2 separate regions of the Anas platyrhynchos genome follow, and region 2 is linked to region 1. The links are chromatin contacts, called in public Hi-C maps. All regions are on one chromosome and are shown on one strand. The core of a region is the stretch at or near the end of the contact, and the rest is flanking DNA. Distances in the headings are between cores, read along the strand shown. Region 1 overlaps LOC106014793 (a long non-coding RNA gene). Region 2 overlaps TBCD (tubulin folding cofactor D).

What was found. A called contact is a pair of places that touch in the nucleus more often than the background predicts.
Region 2: a Hi-C map of liver shows a contact between it and region 1, with 4 times the contacts expected there. The contact joins two enhancer-like sites. A contact is called at or near these places in 7 of 8 Hi-C or Micro-C datasets (F1 follicle, F5 follicle, liver and 3 more).

The regions. Positions count from the first base shown.
Region 1 is chr19:6,801,240-6,808,362 of IASCAAS_PekinDuck_T2T, forward strand. It overlaps LOC106014793 (a long non-coding RNA gene), which reads right to left. Exons shown (of 2, transcript XR_005260100.2): 2 at 1,552-1,923. LOC139999063 (a long non-coding RNA gene) reads left to right here. Exons shown (of 2, transcript XR_011804083.1): 2 at 1-1,321. Among named protein-coding and RNA genes, the nearest start is that of TRNAR-CCG, 8.3 kb to the left of the region's middle. Within about 2 kb of position 5,397, at least 1 of the 8 cell types and tissues checked has an H3K27ac peak or open chromatin away from gene starts, as enhancers often do.
Region 2 is chr19:7,068,948-7,076,176 of IASCAAS_PekinDuck_T2T, forward strand. TBCD (tubulin folding cofactor D) reads right to left here. Exons shown (of 40, transcript XM_038165607.2): 36 at 2,395-2,484; 37 at 1,255-1,342; 38 at 224-333. Among named protein-coding and RNA genes, the nearest start is that of ZNF750, 77 kb to the right of the region's middle. Within about 2 kb of position 5,339, at least 1 of the 8 cell types and tissues checked has an H3K27ac peak or open chromatin away from gene starts, as enhancers often do.

The DNA.
Region 1 (7,123 bases), core at 4,147-6,646:
AATCTCCTGAAAGGTGACAACGATATCAACGTGCCTCGGCAACTGACAAAGGAAGCAAAGACAGCAGAGTCACATAGAAGGAGAATTCATGAAGCAGCAATGTCACGACGAGCAGAAGGATTGCCTATTCAACTTTATTTGTGTAACCAGGACCCGCAACCCCTAGCTCTTATAGCGCAATGGGATCCAAATGCCCCCGATCCATTACTCTTGTTGGAATGGGTATTTCTGCCACACCAACCCACAAAGACACTAGCGACAAGAGTGGAGATGTTTGCAGCCTTAATAAAAAGAGGCAGGGAAAGAATTGTGGAAATAACCAGAATTGAGCCTGAAACCATCGTAATACCCATTGTGAAGGAATATCTTGATTGGTGCCTGCAAAACAGCGTGGAAATGCAGCTGGCTCTCACGGGCTTTACTGGACGAGTGGACATACACCTCCTCTCTTACAAATTGATCACATTTTACACATACAGCGACACTTTTTCCCATCAAAAGGTGCCCCCAACGGAAGCCTTTGGGTACACCCAGTACCAGCTTTGAACTCTCCATGGAAGCCTTTATACAGTCCCACATGCAGCCGGACTCTGTGTCTTCACTCTTTCCGAACAACCCTAAACATAACCCTAACCGGGTTAGCGTCTGCCCTGTCCCAGGGGCAGAAAGCAAAGACATGCAGAGTGAGGACAGGTTGTCAATTTTCAAACTTCACTCTTTTCCGTTTACCTACAAAACCTGCTTCCAGAGTTAAACCTAAAAACATTTATTCTTCACTTACTCGGGCTGTATGTGAGCAGTTTTCTGCTTATAGTGTGTTGGCTCAGCAGCTTCCAAAGGCAGCATGGAGATGCTCCAGGCAGGATGTCACCACCACCAGCTCCTCAGCCACAGCAAATCTCATCCTCTGCTCTCCCGAGCACAGGGCAAATCCAAGCTCCCCAGCTGCCTCCCCTTCCCACTGACCACGTCCTCCAGCCAGCTGTGTCCTCAAGGCAGGCACTGCCCTTGCAGCCATGTGCCAGGGGGATGGAACCCCACCAGAGGAGGCATTTTCTAACCTTACCCCAAAGCTGTTGCCACCTTGCCTGTTGTAATCCTGGAGGAAAACAGCCACGCCTGAGCTCCTCCAGCTGCACCAAAGTTTAACTCTTTCTGTCCTTGTTGTGGCGGGGCAGCTCTGCGAGGAAGCCACCTCCTGAGCCACCACAGCCTTCCCACTCCCACCCCTGCCATTGTGCTTCCACCTGTGGCAGCTGGAGCATTTTTCTCTTGTTTTAACCTGAAAAACAAACAATAAACAAACAAATAACAACAACAATTTCCCTTTTCTGTCTCTCTCTCTTTTATTATTATTATTGTAAAAGTGATGTTCAGCAAAAGAACATTCTGGCAAAAGGTTGGTTCTCAAGCAAAGTTCATCCCAGCTGCACAGAAGGGGGTTTGCTGACTCTCACCACCAGCCACTGGCTCCAACACACTCCTCGCCCAGGCAGCCCTGGGCTGGGGACGGCTGCAGCGAGGTCTGAGGAAGAAGCAAGTCTTGCCCAATAATCACACTTAATGCTTTTGTTTTATTTTGGAAACCTTGGCTGGTTGTGGCTGAAAGCAAGAGGCAGGTGATTTCAGCTGCTGAAGGAAATCACGCCCCACTCAGAGGGTGTTTTTCTGCATAAATGTCTAGGGAAAGAAAAAATCTCCCTGCCGTTTTTTTTTTTTTTTTTTTTTTTTTTTAAAGCCAAGTGCTTCCATCACCCAGGGCAGCGATCCCATGCAGCGATGTGTTTTGTTTGCTGTCCCATGCTCAATGCATTACCCCATCCTGAGCAGGGACTTGCTGCCCAGCTACGTTTCTTCAGCAATCATTTCTTCTCTCCAAAAGCCAAAGCTGAGCAAAACTAGTTCTTCTGCAAGTTCACACAGCTGGGGAATAAAGAAAATAAGTCGATAAGCATCTCTGATGGCTTCAGGATAAAGTTGTATCTGATCTTTTTCCTGAGACAAAATATTGCTGTTTTTTTTCTCTCCTCAGCAATTGTACATTAAAATAAAAGTTAATGAGTCCAGGATTAAACGCCCTCAAGGAAGGGGAAATAAACCTTTACTCCTGGCAAGATTTGAGAGGGCCTTTACAAAATAAAGTCATGTGAACAGAGGTGTAAACGGTTCAGCATGAAGTTTCCCACAACACTGTTTTACCTTAAAGCACGTTTTACACGCAAGGACACAGGAGCACTTGGCCGTCTCTGCTGGACATCCCATGGCCTTGAGGGTGTTTTAGGGGGATTCCTTTAGGGGATGTTTTAGGGGGATTTGCTCAAACCGGGCTGGAACGAGAGCACCCGTGGTCTGTGGGTGCCATCCTGCGCGCCAGTGACCACAGGGACAGGACCAGTCAGGATATGAGGAGGTCTCTGCTGGGGTCCCCTCTGCCCTTGGTGACATTTTGGGGCATGGGGAGAGGCAGCTTCCCCACCTCATCTGCAGCAAGAGGCTGAGTCCACATTGGGTGAGTTGCTGAAGGAGCAGTACCAGCCCCAAGTGCCAAAACTGGGCTGCTGTCACGTCAAACAAAAAGAAAACAAACAAACAAACAAAAAACTACCAAGGAGGGGGATGAACAGAAAGCAATGTGGTGGTCCACTGCCAGTCAGTGTCATCTGTCACCCCCAAATGGGTCACCTCCACTGTGCCCCCACGGAGCCTCTTCCAGCTGAGCAGCATCAGGAGATGGAGTCACACATGGGACATTGCCAGCACCCCAAATACACTCACTCATTGAGCCAGAGGGCAAAGACATTAGGGCAGGGCATAAGTTAACATTAATAAGCATTGCTCATCAGCAGGCATTAAAAACAGGTTGTTCTAACAAGGGAACGTCCTGCTCGGAGGTGACCTCTGGGGATCTGACCAGCAGCTCAGACCAGAAGCAGGATAAAGGGGAGAGCACCCCACAAAGGAACTGCCACTGCCCTCCCACCCCACACAGCTGCCCCATGGAGCCTGGAGGAGAGGACACGTACCCAGGGTTCCTTATTCCCTCCGGCACCTCCATGCCCATCAAATCAGGGGGCACTAGGCTTGGAGCAGTATAACACCCCACTGCAAACGCATTCTCCCATTCCAACTGGGATTAATTTCCAGCATCTCTGCCTGAAAATATCCATTGGCACCAGGCTGCAGCCCCCCCTTGCTGGTGGCCAGCTTCTCCCAGCATCCAGGTCTCTGCCCCCAGCAGCTTTCCCTTAGTTCTGTGCTTGTTCTGGGACTGCTATTTCCCCTGCTGCTGAAGTTGAAAATCCCCCAAAACACAAGTTCTCCACTGGGATTTGTGTGCCAGGGTCTGGCAATGGGGCTGCCCTCAGCCCCCCAGCTCCAAGAAGGGAGCAAGCAGGGTGAGAGGAGGGGACAGCAGGAGGTGTCACCAGTTATCCTGCGGGAAATGGTGAGATGTCCCCAGCTCCAGCGCTATTTTCCCCTCATTATAGGCCTGAAGGAACAGTGCATTTCCAAAGTCACTTTCTGCTGCAGTCACCAAAGCCCACAGACCTGCTCTGGCAAACCCTGTTTTTTGCTGCACACCCAGGTGGGGTCAGATCCCCCAAATGGGATGCTCCAGCCCCCACCGAGCTCAGCCCGCACCCCAGGGCTCTGCAGAGGAACAGGAGGAAGGTGCTGGTGCCTGTTTGTCTGCAAACAGGGCAAGAAACATTCCAGAATGTCCCATATCCAAACCTCGGTATCCTGCGTTGCAGCTTTTCAGACACTAGATGTCAGCAAAATAATAAAAATGATGCAGAGGAGCTTTGTACCCGAGCATAAACCTGACAGTGATTTCTACCGTGCTGCTAAAACTCACTTTTGTACAAACTGACTCCAATAAACCCATTTTCTGCGGCAATAACCAGAGGGCAACGGGGAAATACCTCTCAGAGACTGGAGGCTCTCTGGACATCCTGAACAGGGCAAGGTGCAAGCTTGGCCTGACCCATCTGTGCCAGCAGAACCCCCTTGGACACTCACAGAGCAGCTGAACAGCATTTATTTTGCATGTGCACTTCTTGGGGGGGGATTTTGGGGATGTATGCTACTGGCCCAGCTCCTCTGCTCGGGCTGATGAAAGCTTCCAGCCCTGCTCCTGGTGGCACTTTGGGACTTGGGGCTTGCGCAAGGTGAACCTGGCCTGCAGGTACAGCCTGCCCGCACTCCACCTGCCACATAACAGCCTCTGGAGCACAAGTCACCTTTCCCTGTATCAGGAGAAAAGGTCCCATGCTATTGCCTTCTGTGCCTTTAGTGCTGCAGTAATAAAACCAGAGTGCAGCCTGTGCAGCACAAGGCACAGATCTGTGGGGCAGGCGAGCCCCCAACTTTGCTGCCCTGCCCAAGCTGGGCTGTTACCCTCCTGGCAGCTTTTACCCAGTTTTTGGGCTGAGATCTGAAAGGGTTGGGCTCTGTGCTGACCTTTTTGTACAAGAGCAGGAAATCACTGAGCCCCAGGAAAATGCCTGCCCCCAAAATCCGCCCTCACACCACACCGATGTGGAGCGATGCTCTTTGCTCTTGACTTCGGGCCACCTGCCCGGCAAACAGCTAGCTTACAGCAAGCCCTGGAGCACCATTGTGGGGTTTCTAAACACTGAGGTGAGGTGCAACCAGGGGGCCCCAGTGCTTTGGGGACTTTGTGGTTTTCTTTCTAGACCACATTTCCACCCAAAACTTGGATTGCATTTAGGGAAGAGCCAGCCTTTTAGAGACAGAGCACCCCAACATCGACTTTGCTCTCCTCCTTCAACCTTCACTCCAGAAGACATGGGCCACTACTCGGCCCCAGATCCCTCCTCCTCCCATCTAATCCCCCGGGGATGGATGGGCTCTGCACCGATACTTCTCCCAGGCGGTCGATCTCCCCTTTCCCAGGGTCTAGGGTTTCAGACCCTCCCCGTCCGAGCCCGAGGTGTCTCCCCACATGCTGACCCGGCAGGACACAGTTCAAAGCCTCCAACAGGAAAAACAGGAACAGCCGCCCCGCTCTCCCCGTTGACATAGTTTCGGTCTAGTTCTTGGTGTCAAAGGAGGCATTCACCACCTCGCCGCCCGGGAGGCCCCGCGGGACGACAGCCCCCAAACACGTCCAGGTGGGGCCCGGCTGGGACATTGCCACCCTGCCCTGCTTCAGGCTGCAGATCCCGACTTTTCCTTGGGATGTGCAGGGGGAAATATTTCTGCTTCTCCTCTGTGCCTTGCCCTGGAGAGCTGCCAGCACCCGTACACAGGGTTTGCAGGCTGAAGTTGGTGGCTAGGCCCATGCAGGGCAGCGGTGGTTGGGAAGCACAAAGCCTTGGTGCTGGTGGGGCCACGGTGGCACAGGGACCCCAGGAGCTGGGCACATCCCTGGAGAGCATGGACCCACCTCCACCAGCTCCTAGTTGTGGTGAGGGACAAGGAGGAACCCAAATTCAAGATCCTCCGTGGTGTTCCGGCACGCAGGGACTGGTGCTGCGGTTAGGCAGATGTTTGGGAGCTCCTCCTGCAGGAGGTCTGTCACCACCCAGTGACAACAAGGGCAAGGACTGCCCGTGGTGTCCCTCCTTGTGGCATCACTGCTGCGTCTGCTAATCTCCTCCAGCCCTGCCCAAGCCTCTGGCCAAGGGGTGTGAGCAGATTTCCAGCAGATAGAGGTGTCAGCCTTTCCTGCTCAGCAGGTTTGTGGCCAAGCTCCTCTGCAGGGCATTAATTAGCTGGGGTGCAGGATGGAGCAGGGCAGCTCCCCAGGAGGGGACCCAGCCCAACCTGTCACTGCTAGGCCACGGGGAGGTGTGACACATTGTCCACCTGCAATAAGACACACATGGTGCAGGGCTGGGCGTCCGTACGAGCATGGGTCAGCTCAGCAGCCCAGCCCATGCCATGCCTCCGGTGATGGCTTCCCATTAAAAGTGTCCCAGTGCTGCCCCACTCATCCCTTGAAGACCAGGAGCTGTGTCACCTCCACCACCCCAGCAGGGACGCAGGGGACAAGAAGCTCTCCCCAGCACCCTGCGAGGCCCTGGGCTCTCCAAACCAAAGCCCCATCCTCCAGGGCTGTGCTAAGTGCCTTGTTAACACCCGTGCCAACAGATCCTAACCCTGCTTCTGCTCCCTCACCTACCGATTCCCTCCAGCTGCTGTGTGTGGTTTGCAAGGAGCCCTGCAGATCTGAGCAGCACAGGCCTGGTTTGCACTACTGAAAGGGAGAAGGATCGGAGCTGGTGCCACACAGCCCATCTGCAGAGCAGGGCTGTCAGGGCTGTCTTTGAAGGAGCTCACTCTGACTTTTGGCTTCCCAAAAATGCAACCGCAAAGAGGAATGTTTCTCTCCAGGCCTCATCTGGCAGGGTCCTTGCTCTGAGGTCTCAGCTTCCAGCATAAAAGCAAGAAATTCTTCCAGACCTAAGTCCGTAACTCCCAGGGGCAGATGTCCCCTCTGGCTCCATCTGCCACAGCCCAGCTCCCCACATGACACCAGCCCCACCTCCCGAACACTCCAGATATTTTCTTGAGTGCAGTTGCTGGCGATGCTTCAGATCCCTCTTTTGAACCCATCAGCTCTTTCCCACATCTCCTTCCTACTCCTTACACTGCCGTTTGCGGGGTTTGCCACCAAATTCCCCCCCATCATGGATGAATGTTTCCTTAGGGTCACAGACAGCCTCCTGACAGCCTCCCTGGCCAAACACATCCCTGCAGTCAGGGCAGTGCTACAAAAACCTGCTGCTGTGGGCACATCGAGCACCCTCTCCAGACTGGAGCAGAGCTGGGCACAAGCTGGGGGTAGCAGGGACCTGTTGGTTTGCCGTGTCCTGCTCTGGGACCCCACACAGGCAGGTGGCAAAGGGGAATGTCCCTTTGCCCTCCCTCCACCATGGGGCAAGGCACCAGCCACTTCCTGCCTTACCGTGAACTGGAGTTGGTAAATATAATGAAATCATAAAAAGAGGGGGGATCTTGCACCAAAGACATTGGAAGCTCTCGCGTGACTGTACTTTCCCCTCAACTAAACCGGCGTGAGTGGTGGATAGACCAATTCCCATGGGAACTCATCCACTCTCTGTTTATCTTGAACGCAATAAAAATGATATTA
Region 2 (7,229 bases), core at 4,089-6,588, 270 kb after region 1:
TAGTGTTGGTATTATACATAGCACTTCTAGTGGCACAATATAATAGACCTTTAGAGGTCTCTTTTCACCAATGGCCTAAAAGCTATAACTAGCTAAAACTAAGGTATTGCTCCATTGCAGCTTCCTTGCCACCAGCCTTCAAAGACATGGATATCTTGTTTCAACTTCATTGGGACAAAAATTATTTCAGCTCTTACTATTATCTAAGAACAAATTCACTTACCAGTTGGTATCGCTGAGTATGGTCATAACCTCGTCCATAATGGCAGGATCCACTACATCGCTGTAGGTTATCAACATTTCATAAACCTGACTGGCTGTTGTTTTCCGTATCTACGTGGAAGAGGCAAGGGAAAAGCTTTAGTAAGTGTCTAGAGTCCTGCACAGAAGAGCCCAGTGGGCATTTCCATTCATATTTGTGCTGGCTGATGGAGAAGGGATGAGGGTCAGAGAAGAACCTTTTGAAAAATATTTCCTTTTCAGATTTGTCCCTCAAAAGGAATAAATGCAAGCAGTCCTTAAAACTTTCCTCATGGGAAGGTCTGCAAACATTCCCAGATAAAACTCCTGAACACCAAAGCCACAGAAAGCTGTTTAACGTAGTTGGCTGCCACAGCAGCCGTCAATCTGGGCTACTAGGTGAACACAGTGAACACAGACCCTCTCTCAAAAACTTCATCAAGTCAAAAATAAAATATTTCCAAGGCCTAAGATTGCTATCCCACATAAGATCTTTTCTTACACATACTCAGAAGTAGTAACTCATTTTTATGACATTTCAATTACTCACATGAAAAAGGTAAATTTCTGATGAATTTTCCTGACAAAAAGGACAAAACTAGTTCTTGAACCAGAACCACAACTGTGTTGCTACTGTCGGAAATGTTGCAAAACCAACAGTAATTTATCTGATCGGAGCCCTCAGGACCTAATGGTGAGCACAACTTCACAGTGCTGGGCTTTGCATAAAAGAAATAAACAAGGTAGGTATCTAAATTGCTTCTAATATAAAAGTAGGGATGGAAGGTGAAAAAACAGTATGCAGAATAGCCAGCCAGGCATTCTGCCAGCATCCAGTAGCCTGTTTAAGGTGGCAGCATTGCAGAGAGCAAACCCTTGAGAAATAAAACCTATTATATACATTAATATCTCTTTCAGGTGCATTAAAGCAGCATTGCTAAGTTGTTGTTGTTGTTTAACTTCTAATTATTTTAAATAGGATTGTTGATAATATACAATATCTTCCATACTTACTACAGGAAATGGATGGCAAAGGAGGAGAAACAATTGAAACAGAACTTTCTCTCTCATGTCTCCTTCAAATTGAATCAGGCCACAAAACCTAGAAAACATACAAAAATATAGACAAAAAAAAATCTTGAGTGATATCTCTTGATATTATCACTGCAGAAGTACATTTTGTGGATCAGAGTGAAGATGTGTATTAGAAAAAATGATGGGGAGAGAGCAGGAAGCTTTGCTGCTCCTGAGAAATCTCAGCTGATATTCTGTGTTGTGGGAAAGCAAACACTGAGGGTAAGTGTACTGAAATTCTTAAGGGTTACCGAGATGCCACACACTTATGCCAAATACAAATATGGTTTTAAAGCTATTGACAGCAGCACCAAAGTCTGTGCACTAAAAAAAAACAACACATTCTGGATCAAGCTCTCCCATAGAAAACAAAAGCTGAAGGTAGGATCTTGTATGACACAGGTAAGAGTGAAATAAAAATAGAAGGCATGGGTTACTTTTCATTTTAGGCTTTCCTGCACTCTCAGAATAGTGCCAAAAAAATAATTAAATCAATAAAGTCATTACTTGAAACAGTTATACCTCAATAATTCTGCCAATGAACATTTCATTCAGCTTTGCAATACTTTGACTTTTTTTTTCCTCCTCACCCAGTATTGTTTTTCCTGACTGAAACATTTTTGGTTTGATCTCTCTGCTATCCAAAATGAGTTAGTTTTTTTTTTTTTTTTTTTCTTTCCTAAAATAGATAATAATTTTGCTGGTGTTTTAAACTATTTCTAGTGTAACTGTTAAGGTTTACTCAATTACATATATTTTTTACTGTCTGTATGTGTGAGTCAAGCTCTGCAAGCAAAAAGCAAATGACTGAATGCATCTTTAAGAATGTCAGTAACAGTTCAAAATTAGTTATTTGTCAACAACAGTTCAAAATTAATTTTTTTTCAGATCTTTCACGTTTTCACCTCAACCACACAGAAGATACACATAAAACTCACACAACCTTATGTTACATGTATCTGCGTGCATTTTTCATTTATGTTTCACATCAAATAGACTTAGTATGTTCTGTAGTTAAATTTTCTTCACTCCTTACAAACAGACAAAAGATTACTTTCTTTGTTTATTTCATCAACTCACACTCCTATGCTAGAGCGAAGTTTCCGGATGTCTTTGGATCTTTTGATCTCTTCTTTACAAAGGTTAAATAGCTTCACTGGAAATGGATGGCTGGAAATGGGAAGGAAAAAAAAGGATATGAAATAGATTTAAGCAGAATTTTAAACACATTTGATGATTGTAAAGATGCCAAATTAACATTCAAAAGAGAGGAAAGATACTACCCAGAACTGTTTGTGAATACTTTTTCCAGAGCAGCACACCCTGCTTTAGGTGGACTTTTGGTAAAGACACGGGCTACTTTGGCTACCACTTGTGAACATTATTTTAATTTTTTATGGAAGGGAAGAAATTAGTATTAATTGTTGGTATTCCTACTACCTGTGTGCTGAGGAGTGAACTACCTTTATCCAAAGTGAGTCAGTATCTGCATGGTAATCAGCTAGCCACAGCTTGCATTTACAGCAAAGTATGGTACAATCCGAAATACTATGCCAGGAATTACAACATTCTATAACCAAATAAAAATTATTCAGTTTACGGAACATTGTAGTGCCTTGGTAGTTCCATAAGGCCTTCAATCAAACTTGGCACAAAAGGGGATAGACACTGTTCTTACATACTCTACCATCTCACAGCCTGGATTCCTTAGTGATGCCAGACAACATAATTAAACCCAGCGCTTACAGTTCTGTTAAGTGTACAAGTCATGAAGCCATCTTTAAATATATTGAGCAAATTCTTCTTTTTCTACAGTCTGGGAAATACCATTCTTACAGCTTTCCCAGATACTCATACAAACACAAGTATTGTTATGATATTTCAAGGATCTAGTAAAGAGGGAATGTTACTTTTATTTCAGAACAAATTATTTAATCTTTTACTCATTACACTCAAAGCTGAAGTGCCATAGATGCAGAAGAAACTATTTTATATCTGTCTAGTGCACACAATTACTTCTAGAATGCGTATTTTGGAAATTTCACTGTATTGTGTATGAAAAACAGAAAGCAGAAATCCTAACATTTATTTTCTGCTACTGTGATTCAAAACTGTGGATATAAATTATTGGAAAAAAACTGTCACGTAATCTGTTGAAAAATACAACATTTAAAATGAATTAAGATGGTTACAGGACAAAATGTTTTGTCAAGTTAATGCACCTTATTATACGTAGTTTTCCAGACAAGAGAGTTTTTGTTTTGTTTTTACTAGACTAAAAAAAAAAGGCATATCCTGGCAAATGCTGGTTTGTTGTTCCATTTTTTAACCAAGTCGTTAATCTATTAGTCTAAAGAATGCTGTCTCTACTGCTGTCTCAGTATCACTGAAAAAAAAACACAACAAAACAAAACACACTAAACAAGTAAAGTTGCCACACTTTCAAAGTTGATGATGAGGTATCATAAGAGATTTTCAGAGCTGATCATGGCTTCCAGAAGCAGAGTCTCAGGAGGGCTGATTTAAAATATTCCCATCAGATGCTGAAAGAGCAAATTCCTCGCCATCCACTGCCTGCAGCCATGTCAGCACTGTTTCCAGATTTTAGAGTATGAGAAGTGCAGAAAGCACGTGCATATGAGACACATATGCATATTCTCACGTGCACATGAGAAAGACATATACACGAATGAGACTGCATGTGTCTGAGGACGTGGTTTGCCCAGGTGGATGATGGCGAGAGTGTCCCCTTTCTGAAGGGAAGGTCTATTTTTTTCTTACCTTGGTGACATTTCCCTTCCTTCCACTCCCCCATGATTACACAAAGACATTTTGTAGACAACTAATTACAATACCTGTAATACATGCCTGCCTTTCAGCACAGGACAACAGCGACACAGTGAATTAGGTGAGATTTTAAATTGGTTCAACAACACAGACATCACTGAGGAGAATAGCAACAAAGAGACCAATTGGAACAAGAGCATCTGGAATAAATTTGGTACACATAACCTTAAGTGCAGCATTTTGTGTTTAAAACAGATGCACTTTCCTTTCTGTCATTTGCCAATTTCACATTTGTAATAACTAAACCTAACCTACGTGTGATCTCAAATGACTCAAATAGCTTGGCCTCTTTAAAGGAAATTGAGAAAATTCCTTCTCCTGTGTGGGCACAGTGCCAGCAGAAACAGAGTCAGCATCTGGGGAAAAGGGATCAGTCTAAAGTCTTTACATTATGTAAATTGGGCACACGTGGTACTGCAAAAACGTACGGTTTTTTTTTCCTCCTTGAGGTGAACTCAGTTTGAACAGTTCAGCTGACATCACCTGGGTGGCCATAAAACCAGAGGACAGCCACTGCCATGCTCTTTCATGCTACAGTTTATTAGGCAGTAATAGCGTAACTACTTTAAAAAAAAAATCCACAGAAGCATATAACATATCATTCATCTGAGATCAGCAGGGACATACCATCTTACAGTGCTTTGTAAGACCACCAGCAAGACACTGCATCCACAGTGCATGACCTCTGCTGCGGAATGCACAGATTATGGACAGGTAAGAAACGTCACTTGTATTTGTTCCGGAGAGCATCAGGTCCTGAATTATCATTCAAAGGCTATTCCGTTCACATTTACAGGGCAATGAGTACTATGACACTGATCTTACAGTACTTTCCAAGGAACCAGCAATATACCCAGGCTCTTGGCAGACTGAACTTCTGTCATGATCATTCACTGCTGAGGCCAGCAGAACGTCTCCTGCAGCTACCGGAGCCATAACCAGAAAATAATGCTTCAGTGCCAGTTCTGCCAGTGGCTTTAGTTCGCCCCCATTTACTCTCCCTGCCCCTTGTCCTACTACCAGCAGGGAGCTGACAGTTACCACTGTGTTTTCAGAGTGGCCACTGGTGAGTTGATGATTGATGTTGCTGATTGGTGATGTTGATGACAGCTGTGGTTCACGTATGCTGCCCTGTGCCTGCAGTGGTCACTGCAAGCAGCTAATGCTGCTCACACTACTATGAGCACGGATTCCCAAATTTGCAGTGCACACTGAGATGAAATTATGAGTTTTCAGGTTGTGCAATCACAGAGAAAAAGTCTGGGAATGTTGAAATGTAGTATCACAAGAAAATATTATTTCAGCTGAAACATAGTTACAGAAGAAACTGCTTTTCAACTGAAAACCACTGCTCTGTCTGGGCAGGGAGGGCACACTGCGCAAGGAGGAGTAGCAGGTGAATGCCTGCAGTTTCACACACACAGTAGGGCTATATACACTTGCACTGCTGCCAAAAGAAATGGTTTCCCTCCCCCTCACCACTTTCCTAATTTTGGCACAATTCGTAAGCATGCAGCAGAACAGATCGAGGAACTACTGCAAGCTGAAATTTACTGGAGGAAGGGCATTTTTAACCTGGAGCAGCTCCCTAATGCCATTCATGATGCAGCAACACAAAACACTGCTGCTAGTTCCAGGGAGAGGAAAACTCCAAGGCTCGATGGGCAGGTTTATGCCAGGTAAGGATGAGTGGGAAGTAACAGCCTGAAAAATGGCAGACAGAACTTTTCCTAGTACAGCCTCAAACTAAGCCAAACACAACAAAGGCTGCTTCTGAAAGCCTTTTGATTACCTGGGTGCTAGGTATTTACTCCAATAAATGAACCTGCTGGCAGGTTCAGCAGGGCCCTGACAGAGCAATGAGCCCAGCATGACAACTGCAGATTGCCTTAAACACAAGGACTTCAAACAGAGGAGCAACACCACGCACTCCGCCGCTGTACACAGACTGCTGAGAGAACAGCAACACTGCGAGCTTCACAAACACCAATATTCACCTACAGAACTATGTCAGAAACGTAACGCTGTGCATCGAAACGATCCTAACGATGTGCATCAGCTACAGCTTGAAGGGGCAGGAAACTAGACTGCAAGTTGCACCTCTGTGAGACAGGAGTGACACCATGTGGCCCTTTGCTCTAACAGGAGCACTGAGCTCCTAATTAACGTCAAACTAATTCAGCCAACAGCCATTAATCCTGTTGCAATTAAGCCATGTAGGGTATTACTTGTTCTGGATTGCTAATGTTTTATTATATTAAAAAAAAAAGTCCCAGTATACTGCACAGTATCTATTTTTAACCTCAAAATGCATTTGCAAATACTTCTTTTTATGAAGTGACAGCTAACTATGAAGCAGCTGGGTACAGGCATAGTGCTGGTGCCGGACATCCTACAACCTAAGTTCTCTTGCTAAACCTAGACTCAGTGTAGTGTGGGAAAACATGAGGGGGAGGAAAAAAATGGGAGCCAAACACCCCAAGGACTGCTAATGTTTCATTCCCAGCTTCTCAGAGAAGTTTTTCATTTGCTGCATGACAGGCAAGAAGTGTACTGCAGAACTGAAGCAGGGTGAAATTTGCTCACCAGAAGTCAGACTCCGAGAAACAACCACGCACTCAATCCCTCTTCCTATAGGCACACTTCATATGAAAGTATTTGAAACGGCATGTACACATGTCCTTTCATGCCACACAACAGTTTCAGTCTCATTTTGCATTGTATTTCTACATTTTTATGACGTGGTTCTTAGGAAAAGGGGGTAACCAGTCCCACTCAAGAAACCAGACCCAAGAGTCAACGCTTTTCCATATTCTTCTATGCAAAGAGAATTAGGTGTCAGCCAACAGTTCAGGCAGGCCTCAGAGCCAGGATCCATCCCTTAACCATAGCCAAACGCCATATGCCTAAGTAAGAAAATGCAGACGTTGCACTGAAGACAATTTTGGGCTCACCCAGCTAAATAACGTACCACAGAGCTGATCTGCATGCAGGCTCTTAGAGCACAGCAAAACCCAGGCACGCTTGGCTCTCAGCAGAGCACACACAGAGCACGATTACACCCTCTC